2 separate regions of the Pan troglodytes genome follow, and region 1 is linked to region 2. The links are chromatin contacts, called in public Hi-C maps. All regions are on one chromosome and are shown on one strand. The core of a region is the stretch at or near the end of the contact, and the rest is flanking DNA. Distances in the headings are between cores, read along the strand shown.

Evidence for each region. A called contact is a pair of places that touch in the nucleus more often than the background predicts.
Region 1: a contact with region 2 is called in a Hi-C map of stem cell-derived neural progenitor cells, with 2.3 times the contacts expected there. The contact joins the enhancer-like site here to the promoter of MMAA in region 2. A contact is called at or near these places in 1 of 7 Hi-C or Micro-C datasets (stem cell-derived neural progenitor cells) and 1 of 1 datasets of contacts at active chromatin or transcription factors (stem cell-derived excitatory neurons).

Annotation. Positions count from the first base shown.
Region 1 is chr3:147,595,992-147,599,251 of NHGRI_mPanTro3-v2.0_pri, forward strand. The region is part of intron 8 of ZNF827 (zinc finger protein 827); the gene reads right to left. Among named protein-coding and RNA genes, the nearest start is that of C4H4orf51, 130 kb to the left of the region's middle. Within about 2 kb of position 1,745, at least 9 of the 24 cell types and tissues checked have an H3K27ac peak or open chromatin away from gene starts, as enhancers often do. A contact at or near this core is called in stem cell-derived neural progenitor cells, where this site is marked.
Region 2 is chr3:147,408,820-147,412,374 of NHGRI_mPanTro3-v2.0_pri, forward strand. MMAA (metabolism of cobalamin associated A) reads left to right here and starts at 1,264. Exons shown (of 7, transcript XM_526697.9): 1 at 1,264-1,662.

The DNA.
Region 1 (3,260 bases), core at 495-2,994, 190 kb after region 2:
TTATACCTAAGTCACTGATACTTATGAGACCAATGATGCAATGAGACAGTACAACAGACTGTCCCATTGAACACTCTATTTTCAACAACCAAGATAGAGAAAATGGCGTGCAGTTCTTCTATCACACCTAGTGCCCTAAGATTAATTTAATTCATGAATCTCCCTTGCAAGGTTAAAAATAAGTAACCACCCTCAAACTTCAATCATTCCTTGAGTAAGCTTCGTGAACCTCCAAATGGAAATGACTGTGATCATAGTCGTATTTCATACAAGGATTTCACATCTTTATTAATAACTTACAGGATGTGTAACTTTAACGTTTCTGAAATGACTCTGCCAAAATTTGTTGGAATTTCACCTTCTGGGGAGTCTTTTCCTGACCACTGTTTTTTACACAAGATTGTTGTACAAGATGTTTAGCAGTCTCTGACAAAGACCTATCCTGTGTATAACCATAATTATTAAGCTTACGGCCTATTAACTCAGAGCACCATGAATCTTACCTTTGTTCCTTAACATCTTACTCCCTCTAAACATTTAATTTTTCTTTATAGAAGTGTTTCATGCTCATTATAGAAAACTAGAAGAAGAGAGACAAGGTGGTGGTAGGGGGAAACAAAACTAAAACCCTCAATCAGAGTTCCCATCATCACCCAAAGATAACTTTCATTTTTCTTTTTCATGTCCCAGTGCTTTTTTTTTTGAGACGTAGTCTCGCTCTGTCGCCCAGGCTGGAGTGCAGTGGCGCCATCTCAGCTCACTGCAACCAACGCCTCCCGGGTTCAAGCAATTCTCTGCCTCAGCCTCCCAAATAGCTGGGATTACAGGCGCCCACCACCACGCCCAGCTAATTTTTGTATTTTTAGTAGAGATGGGGTTTCACCATCTTGGCCAGGCTGGTCTTGAACTCCTGACCTCGTGATTCGCCCGCCTTGGCCTCCCAAAGTGCTGGGATTACAGGCATGAGCCACTGTGCCAGGCTGCTTTAAAAAAAAAAACAAAAAAACAAACAAAAAAACACCCAAAAAACAAAAAACATTAATTACTATGAAAGGCATGGCAAGTCTTAGTATGACACCAGTGATGATATTTTTAAAATACCACATTTTCGAGTGATAAAAGTAACAGTTGGGAGATAGACCAGAGTGCTTTAAAAATTAACATTTTCATAAAAATGAAAAACAATTTGACCAAAAATTGTGTCAGAAATAACTTTCACATACCGAAAGCTTGCCTACATGTTAAAAGCATTTGCAAGAGTACACATTTTTTTTTTTTCCTGAGTAAACTTTCCCCTTGTTTTTCTGTGGGTGCAAGTGACTATACAGTACATAGAAAATTAGTGAGCAAAAAAAAAAATAATTAGGATGAGTCATCTTACCTTTTAAGTCATCTTGCCACAAAATGGTTACCTACAATCCACATAACCAATTAATTCCTGCCTCCATAATCTAACAAAGACAGCCAGAATTTGGATCTAATCTTTTTTTATAAATCATTCTACCTCCAGGCTATCCCACTCCCTCATTATCCTGTTTCCTGGCCTCTTTCCCATTCCTATAATACAGCTGATTTCCCTGATAACCTCAGCACAGGCCCCTTTCCCAGGACCCTCCCCCATCATGAATCTTTCAAGCCTAATTCCATTGAAGTTAAAAAAGAAGCAACTCATTTGAGTGACTCATTCCTAGATACTTAGGGCGGAGAAACTAGATTCTGCAGCTGGATGAGTCATTTTGACTGGAAAGCCCCGATAGGAAAGAGGTTCTGTAGAGTGCATACAACAGAGGATGGGGAAATTATGAAGGTAGTAGGTACAGATAAACGCAGAACATTCAAATAGTGTTCCTTAGTCTGAAGCACTTTGATACCTTAAAGAGGAGTTCTACTTTGCAAATACCACTTTACAAGATTTTTTCCCAACATTTTCATTGAAAATATCTCCATTTACTTTAGCTGCTTTTAGGTCTACCATTTTTCTGGAGTCACAGTTATGTATTTGTTTGTTTTTTAATTTTATTTTTTAGAGGCAGTATCTCTCTGACACCAAGGCTGGAGTGCAGTGGCTTGATCTTATTAACAGCTCACTGCAGCCTTGAACTCCTGGCCTCAAGCAATCCTCCTGCTTCAGCCTCCCAAGTAGCTGGGACTACAGGTATACACGACCATACATGGCTAATTTTTAAATTTTTTGCAGAGGCGGGGTCTTGCTACATTGCCCAGGCTGGTCTTGAACTCCTGGCCTCGAACAATCCTCCTGCCTTGGCTTCCCAAAGCATTGGGATTACAAGTGTGAGCCACTGTGCCCAGCCTAGCGTCATATTTAAATGTGGTTCTGCCAAAGTGGATTTTGTCCAAAGCTCCAGGAATATCCTCATGATAGAAACTTCCAGAGAGAGTTGGTGTCAAGCATTCAGTATGAGAATATACAAGATATTTTCTCCTTTGTTCAAAATGAAACTAACTTATTGGTGTTTTCTGATTGAAACCACCTTTGCAAAGATGATGACAGTGAGAGAAGTCCAGCATGGCTGACTCCATTCTTGCTTCTGGCCTCACAGACTGGCTGCCTTTGCTTTTTCCTGGGCCTAGGGCAGGCTAACCATGGGGAGAATTTAGTTTATAATTTAACTTTGAAACAATGATGATAATAGTCCCTCCCTAAAACTAATGCCCTCCTGGCTCACGGACTGAAAACTAATAAAAGTCCACAAGACTAGGATTATGAGAAGGGTCTGAATTCTAAAATGAAGGTGTAGTTTCTATAATCCCTTACTGCTCAGGAGTCACGTGGCCAGAGGTCACAAGATGTGTCTTCCCCAGTTGCTTCTATAGATAACATCACTATTGTAGCATCTAAGATTGGTCTTTTGAGATGTTTTTCAGACAGCATTCTGGCAACTGACTGACCCCACCCAGACCCATGACTCAACCAGTCCTGTGGCCCCCATCCAGAGGTGGACTCAGCACATGAGGACCATTTTCTATACCCCTATGATTTCATCTCCAACCAATCAGCAGCACCCATTCCCTAGCCCCCTGCCCACCAAATTATCCATAAAAAACCTGGGCTCTGAGTTCCTGGGGAGACTTATCTGAGTGATAACTCCAGTCCTCCTGCTAGGCTGCCCTGCATTAATTAAACTCTTTACTGCAATAACAGGGTCTCAGTGAATTGGTTTTGTCTGTGCAGCAGGCAGGAAGGACCCATCAGGCAATTACATGATTATGAAAGTAACATATACTTCTTATAAAAATGG
Region 2 (3,555 bases), core at 14-2,513:
TCATAATGACAGGTTCATATTTTCGCCAGTATTGGTGATGCTAGCAATTTTTTTCCCATGAAGCATCTATTAACATTTTGCAAAACACTAATGTTCCATGGAAATGTGTTCCCTAAGCTGTACTGTTTAGAAAACTTCTGAATAAAAAAGTGACATGCATGAAAGTGTTTGAGTTTGTAGAACGAAAAGCAGGTAAGGATTAACTCAATTTTAAAATTAACAAACTTCTTCACTTCTAAGGTAGCACAAACTGAGCTTTCATCAAACGTAACCCTTTCCGAAACAATTGTTCAGATGAGCAACGCCAAGTTTAAAGAAAGGAAGTAAACCGTCTCAAGAACTGTCATTCTGTTTGTGTTCAATAGGCTGAGATTTGAAAGGTCTGATTCTATGTTCTTTCTACTAGATCCTCGGCTTCATTTAGACTTGTGCTTAATTTTCTGTCATTGGCTATTGAGTCTACAATCTTTGGAGTAAAAGTGGTAGTCTTTTGGTCCAAATAGTAATAATGAAAATGGTGAGACCAGTAATTCATTTTTTATTATTCTGTATTCAGTAAGAATCAACCTGTATCAAATAGCTGAAAAGGCCTGAAGCCTCCCAAATGCATATCATTACACAAATTCTGTGTGAGGACTGACATCTTGGTTTCATATACTAATTATACTGCATGGGCCCCATTTATAACCATATCTACTCGTCATTTCATCCTGGCTACTGCCGATGGATGCTATCTTTATCACATTATAGCAAACATTTGGGTGATTTTTTCTCAAAAATTCTAGATTAGCATACAACGGCTTTACTACTTACACGTTATCTAAGACGTTTTTTAAGAATTAGTTACTACTCCGCCCACGCAGTGAGGTAGCAAATATTATGCCTGTTTATTTTCATCTCCATTTCAGGCTTGTGCGCCTTTCCCCCCTCGGGACTTCCCGAGGACACCCCTGCAGCAGTGAGCCCGAGTCCTGGCTTTGGCTGCATGTTAAGAAATATTAATCAAAATGAATGGGTGCCCTTTAAGAGAAAAAAACTGTGGGTCCTTCAGCCTTTAAAAACCATGCCGTGGTTTAAAAACTTAAAACTATATTTCGGCAGAACGCTGAGCATTTCTTCAAATCACTCTGAGAAGCTTGAGTGTCTTTAATTTCACCGGTCTGTCAAACGTAACGCGTCTCTCCCTCACCCCACATTTTAAGTTTCCAAGGAGCGGAAGAAGGGCCTCCGGGGGTCCCGGCCGCCGCAGGCTGCTGGGGGTGAGGGCACGACTCGGCCTCCGTCCGACTCGAGGGTGTCGCGAAGGCCAGGAGGGAACGAAAGTTACCCTCGAACTTCGGAGGCGAAAGATTTCATGTGGATCTTAAAAAGGGCAAAACCTACCCCAAAGGACGTAAACCGCCCTCCCCTCCCCCGCCAGAGAACTTCCCGGCGCAGAGCTTCCGCAGCCTGCTGCAGGCCGGGAGACCTTCACGCTCACTCGCTCTCCGCCACACGCCGGAACTGCGCGGCCACGTCCACGGGGACCCTGGCCATGCCCCGCACCGCCACCCGGCCCCAGGCGATCCCCGGGCCCCACGCGCCTGCAGTCGGCGCTGCGCCTGCGTGGGAGGATCCGGCGGAAGGGGCGGGGTCAGGTGGCACTTCCGTGGCTTCGGGCGGGTGAGTATGGGGAGTGCGCGCGGCGTCCAGGAGTCGGGACTGGGCTCCCGCCTACGGCCGCCCTCCCGCCGGGGGGCCAGCGCGGTCCTCCGGGGCGCCCCCTGGAGGATTTGGGGTGGGGGAAGGAAAAGGAGAGTATTATCGAATATTCTCCTAATATTGATGTTAGGGGTGCGGATATGTGTGGACAGGCAGGAGTCGGCAAATGGGTTCAAATGGAAGGTTTAACAAAAAAAGGCCCTGTACGTAAACAGTGTTTTAAAATTCTCATCTTGGTTAGGTTTCTCAGGTTATCTCTGAGCCACAGCAAGGCAGCTTTGTTAAGGTGGCTCTTCCCTTGTCGCTGCCAAACCCGGTAAATGGTTAACCTGAGGCCGCGTCAGAGAAAGCCACTATGACTCCTACCAAAGAGTGAAATTGAAACTCTTTTCCGGGAAATAAAATCCAGGATATAAAAGTTGGATTCAAACTAAAAGTTACAAACAGTATCTAGGTTCCGTCACATGGCGTGCCGGGCAGGGCCTAAATCTCTTTCAGCAGAGGGCATGCTGTCTTCATATGTATTTCTCATTAGAAAATGAAAGACGACCTAAACCAAAATAATATAAAAATTTTGTATTATCTGTCTTAAGAGTTGTACCCTAATCCATATGTTTAGAAAACATAAACTAATAAAACTTTTCCAACTTGGTAGAAAGCCAAAAGTTTCCAGAAAAACTGTGTGGATTATTCAGCATTTTGCTGTTGTCTACAATGTTCAGAATATTCTTTTACAATAATTTTGCACTAAATACCGGTTTGTGTTCAGGGTAACAAGAGGTTTTTAAAAAGTCAAAGACAAGGACAGGTTTTTTAAGGGCTGTATTCTATTAGGAGAGACAAAACTAGCATGAAAATTTACATATCCATAAGAAATGTAAATCACCATTTGAGATATTTGAAGATGTCAAAAGAAAACCTTTATTTAGAATGGAAAGAGCTGGTGAATGCTCGAAACATTTACCATTTAGCTGATTGTTGCCATGTGGGAATGGGGGTCTCTCAAACGCAGGTCCGATTTTCTCCAACACAGGCCAAAGATCTGTATTTTTACGTATTTTTTCTTGATTTTTAATGTTACTTGCAACCAATTTAGTTAACACACACCTTCTGTGGGTGGGCCAGGTGCAACTAGTTTGTGACCTCTGCAGATTTTCACCTTAGTACAGTCCTACACTTACACAATGGTTCAGTTAAAGATTTTTTGACTTTACAGTGGGTTTATCCAGACACAGACCCGATTGTAAGATGAAGACTCTTTGTATTCAGAAATAATTGGAATTAGAGATCAGAAAAAGTCCTAGAGACTGGGATGGTCAGGAAAGATTTTAAGCTGGGTAGTATAGGAGAGATATCATAGATGGGGAAGGATGTAAAAGATGAGTTAAATCTTGGGGTTGGGAGAGTGGCAGGTTTGGAAGATAGTAAACTCTCCTTAGAGGAATTTTGGAAAGGCAAGCGCAAGAGGTGCTGCTGGCCTGGGGACTACACTTTGAGAACCACTGTCCTAGGGTACGGTGAACTTTTGGAGGAATTTGAGTAGGAGGCTAAGGAGATCACATTCACCTTTCAGAATGAGTCTTGCTGTGAAGTCTGAAAGGAGGACTGAGGAGGGAGAGAGAAAAGAGGAAAGTTTCTTAGAGGTGATTAGCACCTGCTTGATGCCAGGCCCTGTGCCAGGCTCTCTCATGCATACTCATTTATACTCACCATGATCCTGATACGTAGATCTTAATGTTTTCATTTTGTAAGTGAAGGAACTTTGAGAATATGAGAAATTACCCAGGTTCCATAGTTGGTCTCAGAGCTTCCTAGTTCAAGTCTAGATTTGAAATAGGGTGGTAGCAGTGGGAA